2 separate regions of the Mus musculus genome follow, and region 2 is linked to region 1. Evidence: chromatin contacts called from public promoter capture Hi-C data. All regions are on one chromosome and are shown on one strand. Each heading gives the region's core, a stretch centred on a gene start, on an enhancer-like site or on the middle of the called end of the contact. The rest is flanking DNA. Distances are from core to core; before and after follow the strand shown.

Region 1 (7,182 bases), core at 2,856-5,355:
TGCTGACACTGTGCCCATTACTGTGCCCATTCTCATACCATGTAAATGACTGGTGGGCTTGGAGGCCAAGCTGTAATTCTGGCTTCAGGAGGCAGAGTCAAGGGATCCTCAGAGCAGGATGGCTAGGAAGACTAGTCATCTTGGTGAGCTGTTAGTAAGTGAGAGACTGGGCCTTAGTATATAAGGTAGAAGAGCTATTGATTCACCACAGCGACCTCAGGTTTCCATAAACACACACACACACACACACACACGTCTGTGCATCCCACACATGTGCAAAGCCAACATACACAGGAAATGGGTGTGGAAAGAGCTGGGTATGGTGACACCTGCCTTTATTCCCAGCATTCAGGAGGCAGAGGCTTGTGAATATCTATTAATTCAAGGCTGGCCTGGTCTATGTCGAGGGTTCCAGGCCAACCAGAACTACAGAAGACTCTGAAGGGGAATAGGTAAGCAGAGAACCAACATTCACTCTTCTCTGCTTCCTGGCTGTAGACACAATATGCATAGCTGTGTCATACTCCTGCCACTGTGATGCCCTCAAACTGTGAGGCAAAATAAACCAGACCTTGAGGTGCACTTAAGACTAGTCTGGGAACTTAGTGGAACTATGTCTCAAAGCTTAAAAAAAAAGGAAAGTTTTGCTGGTGGTTTTAATTCCAGGGGCAGAGACAGGTAGATCTCTGAGTTCAAGGCCAGTTAGAGCTACAGAGGAAGACTAAGCTAAAACAAAACAAAACCAAAGAAAACACACACAAACAAAAAACAACAAACAATATATTTAAAGTTAGGAAAGGGATTTTAAAGAAATGTCAAATATACATTTTTTTTTTGCCAAATACTGTAAAACTTATGTTAACAAGGAATATATATCCTCTTATTTTTTATTTTTTGGTTTATTTGAGACGGGGTCTCTTTATACAGTCCAGCTGTCCTGTACCTCACTGTATAGGCCAAACAGAGGTCCAAATTTACAGAGATCCAACTGCCTCAGTTTCCTGAATGCTAGGATTAAAAATGTGCATCACCATGCCTGGTGCCAGAGCCCCTTGGTACTGGAATTATAGGTGGTGGTGGACTGCTATAGGATGCTGGGAATCAAACCCTGGTCCTCTGAAAGAGCAGCCAGTGAGTTAACTATGGGGTCATCTCTCCAGCCCTAAACTCAAACCTTTTATCTTTCCCACCTAGTAAAACTTTATATCAATATTTTAATCCTTCCTCTCTCAGCCAGTAAAACCTTTGTTTATACAAAGGCCTGATGGGGGCTGGTGAGATGGCTCAGTGGGTAAGAGCACCCGACTGCTCTTCAGAAGGTCCAGAGTTCAAATCCCAGCAACCACATGGTGGCTCACAACCATCTGTAACAAGATCTGACTCCCTCTTCTGGAGTGTCTGAAGACAGCTACAGTGTACTTACATATAATAAATAAATAAATCTAAAAAAAACAAAAAAACAAAACAACAACAACAATAAAAAAAAAACAAAGGCCTGATGGATTAAAGGGGTTGACCCCACCCCTTCTTTCTTTTTGTACTGATTTTTTTTTTTTTTTTTTTTTTTTTTTTGAGACAGGGTTTCTCTGTGTAGCCCTGGCTGTCCTGGAACTCACTTTTTAGATCAGGCTGGCCTCAAACTCAGAAATCCGCCTGCCTCTGCCTCCCGAGTGCTGAGATTAAAGGCATGTGCCATCACCGCCCCACTAATTTTCCATATTCTTATTTTCTCACAAAACCTTGAATCTGCATGATAGAAACTCTCAGTTTTTTCCCTTGAAGTGGCCATCTCACCACTTCTTCTGTAGCCTCCCCCAAGCCTGAAGCAGGCTGAGCCAGACATTGACCTTTTCTGCCACTAAGGAGATTACCTAAAATGGAGCCTTCCTAGATCATTCTATTGTTCTGCCACTGCCGTTGTTCCTCTTCAAGATACTGCTACCTGTGGGGAGGCCGCCGAGCAATTCCTGAGACTACACCCTATCCTGCATGTGGTCACATGCAGCTGGGCTCCAAGGATGAATTGGTGGGAATGGGCCTTCCCCCCCTTTATAAGCGCATTTGCCATTAAACATTTGAGCCTTGATCAGAACCTTGTCTTGGCTCCATTTCTCTCGGCCTAGTTCCCCTCTCTTTTCAGCCCCAGTTTGCCTCCCAGGTGGAACCCAGTTCATGTGAGCCGCAGGACGTTTCCAACATTCTTCCTCTTGTTTTTCTTCTTCCTCCTCCTCCTCTTCTTCTAGACAGGTATAGCCCTGGATGTCCTAGAACTTGCTCTGTCGTCTTTGCTGGTTTTGAACTTGCAGAGATCCCCCTGTCTCTGCCTCCCAACGGCTGGAGGGCATGTGCCACCACTGCCCGGCGCCCATCGCTTCTTTTTAAATATTTGCCAAACATCTGGGTTTGTAAGCCAATTGTCTTTTCACACAGAAATGCCTTGGTTTGACACAGGAACTGCACTAGCATATTTCATATTTTTCGAAATGACATTCAGTATGGCTATCTGGGTTTGCCTTTACTTCTCATGCATGCATTCAGGAGTTAAAGTTAACAAATTAAAGTCGAATTGCTTTGTCATGTTCTGAAGTGAACGTGGAGGTTTGTGCTAGCTGGTTTAAGTCGGCTGAGAAAGCATGGGGACCACACTGTGATGGTTCTACTCTTCCCAGCAAAAAGTTCACCCACAAAATACAAGTAAAGTCTTTTGTTTTGAAAACTGACTTGACCTTATTGACCTCTGACCAGGCCTCAGAGACCGAACGGGTCTAACAGGTTGGGCCTGTTGAGTGCTCCTGACCATTCCAGTAATGTGGACTGTGTTACTGTGTCTAACCCCCCCCTTGCCCCCTCCCGTGCAGCCCACCACAGTCTGCATCTTTGTACTGAGAAGGCTAGGGTGAGTCCATGACAGACTTAAAACTGGCAGTTAAGGAGTCTAGGCCTAAAAAGTGAGCAAGTCCAGGCAAGCACAGGCAAGTCAATTACTTATAGAAAACACCCCAGGCTCCAGCCTTCCCATCCAGGTAACAGAATGTCCCAGCCGCCTGGCCTGAGGCAGGGAGAATGGGTCAGCAGCAGTTTCCAGACTCCCTCAGCTACTCCTCAGTAACAGTTCCCAGACCTCCCCAGCAAGTTTTCAGCCCCCATATCCTGGTAATGGAATGTCCATAGAGATGGACCCAACAGGTTACCATAGGGGTCACCTACCCGGAATTCCCTAATGTGCTTTACCTCAGGCATGCAGGCTCACTTGCTGTCTCTATCTTGGTAATGGGAAACCCAGCATGCTGGTCTTCAGAATAAAATACTCTGAGTTTGCACACTTCTTGAGTCTGGGAGACATTCTTCGGAGAATCAGGGACTCTTACCTTACCATAGCAGTCTCCCCACTTTCCCAGAACCCGGAGAGTCCCTATTTTTCCACGCCTGTCATTAACTGCCTCCCTTATTCCCTCAGGGCCTGTGGGCAAGGCTGAGAGAGAGCGCAGTCCTGGCCTGCATCCTTCCTGACTGCTGTAGTGGAGAGTGGAACAGCTGTCATCCGTTTTCTACTTCCTTTCTCTAGGCCACCCTGGACTGTGTTCCTTCCATCCTGTTAATCTTTAGTTTAATATTTATTGACCTTTATGATTTATTTTATAGGTGTATGTCTTTGTGCCTGAGTTTATGTGTACTCTGTCCTGTGTGCTGTGCTCATGGAGGCTAGAGGGCACGGGATTCCTGGGGCTGGTAATGTGGATAAATTGAACCCAACCTGGGTCGTCCTGAGGAACACTTAGTATTCTTAACCGTTGAGCTATTTCTTTACCTCACTGTTCTCTCCTTTCATGCTGATTTTCCTGGCTTCAATTACCTTCGGAGGTCCTGTGTCTAAATGCAAACTGCTAATGTCCTGAATCTTTAGTCTTCTGATTGCCTTCATCCCTTAACCTGCTGCTCCCTACCCACGCCTGGCCACACGCTCCAGCTGCATTGCTCTCTGTGCTGCCCCCTGCTGCTGGAAACGAAACGATGCACGGAAAACTCACTTTATAAGGACAGCCCGACATCTCGCCCAGGCTGTTCACTATTTCCTGTCTTACCGGAAGCCTGTGCTGGAAACCCCAGGGCGTTTCCCAATAGTCAGGTCGGGCTGCTTAGCAAGCAGTATACATGCACTGTTTTATCTAACTTCACTGTAAGGTGCTCTCTCTTCCTCTCCCTCTGTCTCTTTGGTTTTTTCGAGACAGGGTTTCTCTGTACAGCCCTGGCTGTCCTGGAACTAACAGGTCTGTAGACCAGGCTGGCCTTGAATTCAGAAATCCACCTGCCTCTGCCTCCCAAGTGCTCAGATTAAAGAAATTCGCCACCACTGCCTGGCAAGGCTCTCTCTTTTTAAAAAAGAATTATTCGTTTATTTATTTTTATTTTATGTGTATGGTTCTTTTGTCTGCTTGTATGTCTGTGTAGCATGTACATGCAGAATTCAGATCCCCGGAACTGAAGTTACAGGCAGTTGTTAGCTGCCATGTGGGTGCTGGGAATTGAACCAGTATCCTCTGGAAGAGCAACCAGTGCTCTTAACCACTGAGCCATCTCTTCAGCTCCTCCCTCCCCCAAAAGTTCTCAAAGGCAAAAATGTTATTCTTCTTTCTTAGTACATTCTCCTACTTACTAATGTCTGTCAGCATCCTTAAAAAGCCAACCACTTACCAGCTAACCCTTGCCCGCTCACTCAGCAGCCAAGATGTGATATGATATCTTCATCCCTCCCTAGCTGGTTAACGGATCTGTTTTTACAGACAAGGCAATGGACAAGCAATGTTGCCATCTTTCTGAGAAAGGAAGAATGGTATTGGGTGATGGCTCAGAATGACACTGGGAAAATCCCAGCAAGACCATTGACAGATACTGATGTGGTCCTAAGTGAGAGACGTGAAGCCGGAAGACTGAGAACTTCAGGCCATTGCAATAGTTTGAATGAAAATGGTCCCATAGGCCCATAGGGACTGGTACTGTTGGGAGGTGTGGCCTTGTTGGAGGAAGTGTATCACTGGGGGCAGGCTTTGTGGTCTCAAAAGCTCAAACCAGGCCTAGCGTGGGCTCACTGACTCTTCCTGCTGCCTGTGGATCGAGACGCAGAACTCTCAGCTACTCTTCCAGAATCATGTCTGCCTGCACATGACAATAATGGACTAACCCAGCCCAATTAAATGTTTTCCTTTGTAAGAGTTGCTGAGCTCATGGTGTCTCTTCATAGCAATAAAACCCTAACTAAGACAGTCTTCCTTGATTACAAAGAAAGTTCCACCATCTCTGCGACAGGGAAAGAGGGGGTTTGGGGAGGTAGAGGCTGATCTCGGTGGTGGTTTGAATGAGAATAGCCCCATAAACTCATATTCACATGCGTAGTCACCAGGGAGCGGTACTATTTGAAAGGATTAAAGGGATTAGGAGGTGTGCCCTGGGGGTGTGCTTTGAGGTTCTAAAGTCTATACCAATTCCAGAGTCTCTCTGTTGCTATTTAAAAACATCTATTTTTCTAAGCAAGGGTTAAATCTAAGTTACATATACAAGAGCTGAATTATGTAGTAAATCTTTAGTTATAATTTTTTTTTAGATTTATTTATTTATTATATGTAAGTACACTGTAGCTTTCTTCACACACTCCAGAAGAGGGAGTCAGATCTTGTTACGGATGGTTGTGAGCCACCATGTGGTTGCTGGGATTTGAACTCTGGACCTTCGGAAGAGCAGTCGGGTGCTCTTACCCACTAAGCCATCTCACCAGCCCTAGTTATAAATTTTAAGCCAAGTTTTGTTACAGATTTTATAAATTTTAAACCATACCCAATGAATTTACAAATCCTGAGATAGTTTATAGCATCGTATCTTATTTATTTATTTATTTATTTATTTATTTATTTATAGAGCAGAGTATAGAGAAATCACAGGGATTAAAGATTTTTTGAGAGTAGGAAGTTGAACCTTAGAGATAAGAGGCTCTGGAGTCATTTGCTTGTGGCAGAAGTTGTTACAGTCTACAAGAACGTGGACATCAAGTGTGCTAATTTTGGGTCATTGATCTGTACTAAGGTCAAGCTGTACTAATAAAATCTGAGTCTATTGAGGAAGAGAGGGGGGGGATGGCAAAGGGGAACACCACATGGAGAGGCAGGGGAGGGAAGGGAGGTGCTTCTATAAGCCCAGAGAGAGAGCTGAGAGTGGAAGCAAGCTGGGGAGCTGCAGGCTGAAGCAGGCAACCAGGGGAATGCTGGGGAAAGGGAGCCAGTGAGGGTCTTTAGTAGAGAGATCTAGATGGGTGTAGAATGCTGTCCATATGGCGGGTGACTCAAGAGTGTAGCAGGCTCCAGGAGCAGAGGGACACCTATGACCCAGACAAGGAGAGGAGACAAGGTCCCAGGAGGACTTAAAAAAGATGCTTAGCAGGCAGCTCCTGGGGGGAAGCAGGGAAACTCTCAAGGTACAGGCCCAGAAGGGCACAAAGGAAGACAGAGCAGGTAGGCAAATGGTTAGAACGGGTCAAGTGGCTGCTGAACAATCAGACTCTAGGATCTGGAATCACATTTTGTGGTTGGTAGAAGCCAGCAGAAACAAACGATCCATACACACCTCAGGAGAGTCAGAAACTCAGGACATGACTGGACATGGTGGTGGAGGAGGAGTTTATTGTAGATATGAGGGAGAGCAGAGCCAGAGGCAGGGACATCTGGGAGAATCCAAAGTGGAGATGTCCTTGAGCCAAGTGAAGAGAGAGGAGAGGAGAGGGAAAGAGAGGGCGTAGAGAGGAACCAGGTACAGCAGCCAGGAGTCCCAAAATAGAGTAGTCAAAAAGATGAGGTAACTAAAATGGTTGGATTATATAGGGAAGGGGGGGGGGAGGTCTGCAGTGAGGAGGGCCCTGTAACAGATAGGCACTGAGGGATGCCAGGTGAGAGAACCTGGAGGCTTTGATCTGTTCAATAGGTACCTCAGCCTTTTGTCCCAGGTTTGAAACTTAACACCTAGGAATCCTACCTGCAGGCTGCCATGCTCACTGCCATGGGGACAATGGGCTAAACTGAAACTGTGAGCCAGTTCCCAATTAAGTGATTCCTTTTATGAGAACTGCCTTGGTCATGGTCTCTTCACAGCAATAGAACAGTGACCAAGTCTATCTCCAAACAAAGTGTAAGTTATGCA
Region 2 (7,182 bases), core at 1,655-4,154, 200 kb before region 1:
GGAGACCCTAAAGAGCTGACTGAAGCTGTGTGCTGGGCAGGCTTTCTATCCGCTAGGTTCCATTCGAGCTGAATGGCCGGGAATCCGAGGTCAGTGCAGAATTTCTCAGCTGCATCAAGGAGAGCGCCACTTGACGGTAACCTGTCTGTGTTTTCCAAGACATTCCGGAAGCCTGGACATAAAAGGGGTTGTGGACTCACACCATCCCTAACAGGCTCCGACTCAGGAAGCTCAGGCTGGGGCTCTCCCACCCACTCCTATGCCAGCTGTCAGTAAATCCCAAGCCCTCCTCTCAATGTGGAGGGTGCCTACAAATCCATATTTAGTCAGCACTGGAGCCCCCCGAGTCACTGGACTCTGTCCTCTGCAGGGGCCTGACCCAGCTGGAGCCACCAACTAGGCTACTTCACCTTCACCGCTTCCTTCTTTCCAGTGGCCTTCTATGACCAACACCTCTCCTCTCCTCTCTGAGCTCACAGCTTCTATCATTTCATTAACTTACTTTCAGGGACATAACACAGCTTGAGTAGTCTTTTGGGCACAGGCAGGCCTGAGATATAAGGCCTCCAGCGTTAGGCTGAGCATCGGAGTCCTAAACAAGGGCCTGGAACAAGCGCCTGCTGTCATCTGTCTGCAAATCGGAGGAGACGAGGTTTCCCTGTTTTACACAATATCCATGACCTTCAAGACAGAGTAGTCTTCTGCTACACAGAGGATCAGAAACCAAAGCTAAGGACTGGGACTGGGTTTGGAGTTTTCATTATTAGATACATCCAGAAGCAAGACAGAGGGTAGGACACAGGCTAATGTATTTATGCAGAGCTGGCAATGAACTGTTTGGCAGGCGTGCCCTGTGGCCCATGGTGACTTACCTTCACCTCCTTCTCAATATAGTCGCTCAGCAGTCTGTCTGGCTCGACGCGCTCAGGTAACGCCAGCACCACAGTGTGCAGAGGGCGCCTCTCTGTCACCTTCTCATGGGCTTTCTTATCTCTACTCTTTTCACCTTTTAGGAATACTCGTTTAAATGGCGACACAATTCCAGGCTGCAGGCAGAAATGGCAATGATTGGAGTTCATTATTCACACATTTGTGTTGTACCTACCACTAACAAACAGAGTTAGCACCGTCGCCATGAAAATAGGACTGTGCACAGCAGCCTATGAGAAAGGACCAACATGAGGCTGAGGCATGGCTCTGGAGCCAGCTCAGACTCTGCACAAGGACAGACAGGCCTGTTAAGTGGCTGTCACACTCAGAAGGCAACTCACTGTCATTTGGGGAACAGTCCCCCAGAAGAGAGCCACACAGCAGAGTTCCAACTCCTGCCAGCTCTGTGAGCCATGTCATCTCAGCTCTGAGGTGCAAGTGGGACAGGGAGGGCTGCCACCCACAAGGCCTCTGTCTCAGCAGCCAAGGCCACATGAGCTCTAAGGAGCCCAGGCGCTAACTGAGCCCCAGGTTCTCATGCAGCCCCTTCCCTCAGGCAGGGCTCCAAGGCAGCCACTAACCTCACAGCCTCACCCCTGCTGGATGTGAGCTTAGTACCGAGGCTTTGAAGACTCGACCTGTAATCAAAATGAACTTGTGGGCCAGGGAGAGGGGAATCAAACCTAGTGCCTCCTAAACAACCGCAACAGAAGCTATCCCCCACTCTGTGGAAAGATGGCGCTGCCAGCCATTCTTTGTCACTCAGAGAAACACTTAAATACATCATCTACAGCATCAGCTCAGAGGCCAAAGACACGAGCAATGAAAGGAGGAGATGATACCCTAGCTGTTTTCTCTCTGCAAGAGACATCTCTCCTACACTCACCCACTATGTTCCTGGCAGCCAGGCAGCAGCTGGGAAACTACAGCAGGCTCAGCTCTGACCGTCCCTCCCCCCAAGCTAGTAACAAACAAAAAACGGAGAGAATAAGTTATCAGGCAAGACTCACATGGCCAAGGCTCCCAGGAGATGCCGCATGTGGCTACTTCCCAGCCTCACTCTTAGGCTCAGCTCTCAGCACCAGGCATGAAACCAACAATCAAATAAGACTCACCCAGCCTCAGAAAATTACCCTGACACCTTTCCTGTGCCTGTGCCTGTGCCCTCCTGCTGTGGACAGCTTCCCTGCCTCCTTAGCTTCACATCCTTGGTCCTTGTTATCTTGGTTTTATTCCATTGATCTACTAAGATGGGCACAGATCCAGGAGGCCCATCCGACAAGACAGCAGCATGAGTCTCGGTGTTAGAGCTGTGCACGCCCAGCCGTCATGCCTGCTGCTCTCCCCACAGGCTTTCCGCCAGGCTCAAGGCTCAACTCCTCTGTGGTGGTCTGAGCTATCCTGATTCTTTCCCATACAAGGATATGAGCTGAGCTATGGTCTCTAAAATGAGCTATGATTGTTGCATGTTCCATGTTCTCATGAACAATCCATGCGATAGCTACAGAGAGCTGAGCTGATTATATTTGATTATAATGGAAAACGGTGTCAGCAGTTATTTCCGTTACTGTTTTTACTCACAACAATCCATCTCCTCTTCAACGGCTGTCTTTACAGCCCAGCACCAAAGCCTCAGACTGTCTTCCACTCACACTAGATAATGACCCATGACCACCCACCCGACTCTGAATCCAAAGTAGGAAAAGATTGTGACCCACGGCCCTGTAAATATTAAAATATTCCACTCATGGGAGCTGATTCTATCACCAGGCATCTGCCTCTGTGACCTAGAATGGTCTGTCATTGACCCTGTAGTCCTATCTTGATCAGTACACACATACATACGCACACACACATGCATGCACGCACACATAAACGCTTGTGTTCACACATGCAGGGCAGTTTCCTGCACTCACTGCTGGTGTGGAAAAGAGAGAGAGATAAGATGACAGGAACTCCAGAGCTGTAGCTGAGTGTTGAGCACAGGCACTTCCGCTACTTTTTTGAGACGTCTCCAACAGCTCAGGCTAGCTTCAAACCCACTGTGTGGCTGAGGAGACGGAGCGTCAGTCCTGTCTCCTGGTCCCAAGGACTACGGCTAGGATTCCAACATGCACACCATCTGTTTTGTTTTGTTTTTCTGCAGTGCTAAGAATAGAACCCAGAGCTTAGCTGGCGTGGTGGCACACGCCTTTAATCCCAGCACTCAGGAGGCAGAGGCAGGTGGATTTCTGAGTTCGAGGTCAGCCTGGTCTACAGAGTGAGTTCCAGGACAGCCAGGGCTACACAGAGAAAGCCTGTCTCAAAGAAACAAAACAAACAAACAAACAAACAAACAAACAAACAGAACTCAGAGCTTTGTACACGTTGGGTAGTTATTTCTCCACCTGTGTTATATCCCTAGCCTCTCTCTTTTTTTTTTTTTTTTTTTGGTTTTTCGAGACAGGGTTTCTCTTTATAGCCCTGGCTGTCCTGGAACTCACTTTGTAGACCAGGCTGTCCTCAAACTCAGAAATCCGCCTCCCTCTGTCTCCCAAGTGCTGGGATTAAAGGCGTGCACCACCATGCCTGGCTGCCTCTCCATTTTTTTAAATTTAGATTTTCATAACAGTACATACTTGAGAAAGATAAACAACTGCCACTTACCACTGGCCAGGCCTAGACTATAAAAGTCAGGAGAACCAAGATCCGAAGGTGACAACCATCAGAAAGGACAAGAGACACTTCCGGAAGAGCTAAGAGACCTACCTGCCAGGTCCCCACTCTGAGAAGCATGAGGACAGGCTGAGGTTGAAGGCCTTCCCAGCACATTCTCTGGGAGCTCCCACAAACGTTTCTTTCATCCCCAGGATGCGTTTCGACAAGTGGTGGATGGGGCAGGTGACAGGGGGGGGTCTCAGAGTGGGGTTCATATGGGACAACAATGAGAAATGGTCACTTGAGACTTACCAGATAACCTGACAGTCATCTGCAGGCTAGAAATGACCCCAAATTTAGGAACATATTTGGGCAAGGTAAATCCCAATGAAGACAATTGTGATTTCTTCACCGTGGGACCTCTGACCAGACAGTACTCAAATTATGCTAAGTGTGTTGTGTTTCATCACCTTGTTTTTCCTGAGTTTTTAAATGTCCTGATGTTTATCGCCCATGGACACGATCCTTTGGAAACATCTCTACAACCACAGTCCATCATTCTAGACAGAAGAGTATCCACAGCCCTCCTCCTGCAGCCCCACAGAGCTCCTTCATTCAACCACAGCTCCCTGCAGTACATAGTAACTGAAGGCTGGCTCCGATAGGCGGGCAGCTCAGCTCCATCTGTCTGCCCTTCCAGTTGTCTGTCAGTCCAACTCATTCTTAACTTACACGTGGATGCAACAGGAAACCAACTGTGAAACCAGAGGTTTGCCAAGATCAACCTCTAACCAAGCTCTCACCAAATCAACAGGCCCACAGACCACACGCCTTTTACACTCTTTCTTTAACAGTGATAAACAGCTCATAAAATAGAGTCTGTGTTGGGAAGGGCCCTGGGGTGTCTTGTAATCCCAGCCTAAAAGATAAACAGACCCTCTGTAATGAGGTGACATGGGCTAGCACTCTACAAAGAAACTAGGTCAGCCCCGATGCCCCAACATATGTCTCTCACTGTCTGAGAGTCCATTCTCTCAGCTCCACACATGCCCAGCAAGTGACCTGCCACAGAGCTGGATCCTTAGTCTGGCCTTTACAGCTTGTGTGGCTTCCAGCATCCAATATGTACCATGTATGTAGCCTGTATATGTAGCATGTATGTAGTCTGTACAGACTACAGTAAGTAATAAATCCCAGTGCAGAACCTTTATTTTGTGTGCCTACCAGATCAGTAATCGAGGAAGGCTATGGATGAAATAGTCCCTATGCTCAGGAGGGCTATAGGAAGCAGAAAAACTAGGAGAAGAGCAGAGTAAGAGAAACTAAACCCATGGCAAAACCAGCCCAGCCAGCAGCTCAGCAGCTTTTGCCGACCTACCATAAGGTCAAACCACCTGGGTTTTGTGGTAGGGTTCCTAAGTAGCAAGGAACAAGGAGAGCTGACCAGAATTGAATGTCACCATTGGTCTACTCACAGACTAGCCAGAAAAAGCACAATTCCCAAATCTCAGGCCTAAGTCATGAGTCTTCCTAACCAAGCTCAGATAATAAACTGAAACAATCCCCATTACCCGGCCTCACTTCCCAGATCTGTAACCCACAATCAACTGTGATTGCTGAAGACTAAGTGGAGAATTCCAGAAAGTAACAATTTGTAAGTTTTAAATATATTTACTATAGGACAATGTTACAGCCGCTACATAATAACATATGGTGCTCATCTCTTTACTACTCTAGAACTTTAGCATAGACATGTAGGTTCAAGGAAGAAGTCTACATAGATACTGGCTTGGCAAAACCCTCAGTTCCAAGCATCCATTAGTGGGCCTTCAATGCACCTTTGTAGGTGGAAAGAACACTGTCGGTGGAGGGAGATGTGCCTGGCCCTACACTGACCCTTGGATATAACAAGAATTGTGTGCTGCTACCCTCATCTCAATGCCTCAAATTATTTAAATTGGTTCCTATAATGTAGAACACTGAAACACAGCCCATAATAAGAAATGACTGATGCTCTGGACGGGCTGACCAACCCATTAGTGTTACCTCAGTTCTCAGCTAGTGGGAACAAACAGCTAAGACAGCGGACTGGAGGACAGCATTCAGGACTGGAGGACAAGAAACCTGAACAAGGAGAAGTGTGAAACTGAGGCAGGAAGATTGCAAGATCAAGGTCAGACTGGGTCTCAGATAAAACATTGGAGTGCTGAGGATATACCAGGTAGGAGAGCTTCCGCCTAGCATGCAAGTCAAGGAAAAAAGGCAAAGCCTGCATCTCAGATCTTAAGTTGCTTTTTGTTTCGTTGATTTGTTTATGAGTCTATTTCTGTTGGTTTCTTTTTTTTTTTTTTTAAAGATTTATTTATTTATTATTATATGTAAGTACACTCTAGCTGACTTCAGACACACCAGAAGAGGGAGTCAGATCTTGTTACGGATGGTTGTGAGCCACCATGTGGTTGCTGGGATTTGAACTCTGGACCTTCGGAAGAGCAGTCGGGTGCTCTTACCCACTGAGCCATCTCACCAGCCCTGTTGGTTTCTTTTTTAAGACAGGGTTTATTCTATAGCTCAGGCTCACTTAGGGCAGAATTTGGCAACTTTTCTTGCTGCAGACTTCTGAGTGCCACGATTACGGGCGAGAGCTAACACACTAGCTCTTAACATGAGAATGTAAAAGGAGATTGGGGTTAAAAAGCAAAGGGGCTAGATATGGCGGCTCAGGTCTTCGATTGGGAGGTAGAGGCAAGAGTATCTGAGTTTGAGACCAACCTAGTCTGAGTTCCAGGTCAGCCAGGGCTACATAGAGATATCCTGTTTCAAGGAAGGAAGGGAAGGAAGGAGGAAGGGAGGGAGGGAGGGAGGGAGGGAGGGAGGGAGGGAGGGAGGGAAGGAAGGAAGGAAGGAAGGAAGGAAGGAAGGAAATGGACAAATAATATTTTGATGGGCAGAATCAGATTTCAGTAATTGATCGGAAGGTCTTACATTTGCTGTGATGTCCTGTAGATAAATACACCAAAAATAAAAGGCGGATTTAGCGACTGCTCTTCTTCATTCTGCAGCATGCTATGGAGTGTGCATGATTTGGACCCCAGAAGAGCAGCAGGCTGAGTGGATCCCAACACAGGCAGAGGCTTCCAAACCAAGTCTTCCCTGAAGAAACTGAGTCCTCAGATGGAAGGGGGCAAGCCAGGGTCCAAGACAGAAAGCTGGGAAAGGAGTAGGGAACACAGAAACAAAACTCCTGCACACACAGTGAGAAGAGCTTTTCTAGGGTCTCTCTGAAAAGCCTCTCAAACCCTGTCAATGCCTGTCAATGCCCAAAATAGTCCTTCAAGTTGGAAACGGGAGTGGAAAATTACCTCACTAGAAAACACAAAGCCCTTGTTTAATCTTCAGTGTCACAGAAAGAAGAAAGGTGCGTGTATGTGTGTGGGGGGGAGACTAGGAATCTAAAAGCAGTAACAAAACCCTCACAACTCTGCAGAGAGCCGTGGTGGTGCCCCATGATATTGGCCCTGGGAGCAGGAGAGGCCTGAGCTTGATGCCACACGAGGAGATCCTGTTTCAGAAACATACAAATCTCTGGAAGTAACTCGCTGGTCTCTTCATGTA

What was found. Capture Hi-C pulls out chosen DNA fragments and counts their contacts.
Region 2: a promoter capture Hi-C map of adipose tissue shows a contact between it and region 1. The contact joins two enhancer-like sites. A contact is called at or near these places in 1 of 115 datasets of contacts at active chromatin or transcription factors (effector CD8 T cells) and 2 of 9 other capture datasets (adipose tissue and liver).

Annotation. Positions count from the first base shown.
Region 1 is chr11:6,362,969-6,370,150 of GRCm38.p6, reverse strand. No RefSeq gene overlaps it. Among named protein-coding and RNA genes, the nearest start is that of Zmiz2, 29 kb to the left of the region's middle. Within about 2 kb of position 4,105, at least 150 of the 459 cell types and tissues checked have an H3K27ac peak or open chromatin away from gene starts, as enhancers often do. A contact at or near this core is called in adipose tissue and effector CD8 T cells, where this site is marked.
Region 2 is chr11:6,563,828-6,571,009 of GRCm38.p6, reverse strand. Ccm2 (cerebral cavernous malformation 2) reads right to left here. Exons shown (of 10, transcript NM_146014.3): 2 at 873-1,046. Among named protein-coding and RNA genes, the nearest start is that of Ccm2, 21 kb to the right of the region's middle. Within about 2 kb of position 2,904, at least 104 of the 459 cell types and tissues checked have an H3K27ac peak or open chromatin away from gene starts, as enhancers often do. A contact at or near this core is called in adipose tissue and effector CD8 T cells, where this site is marked.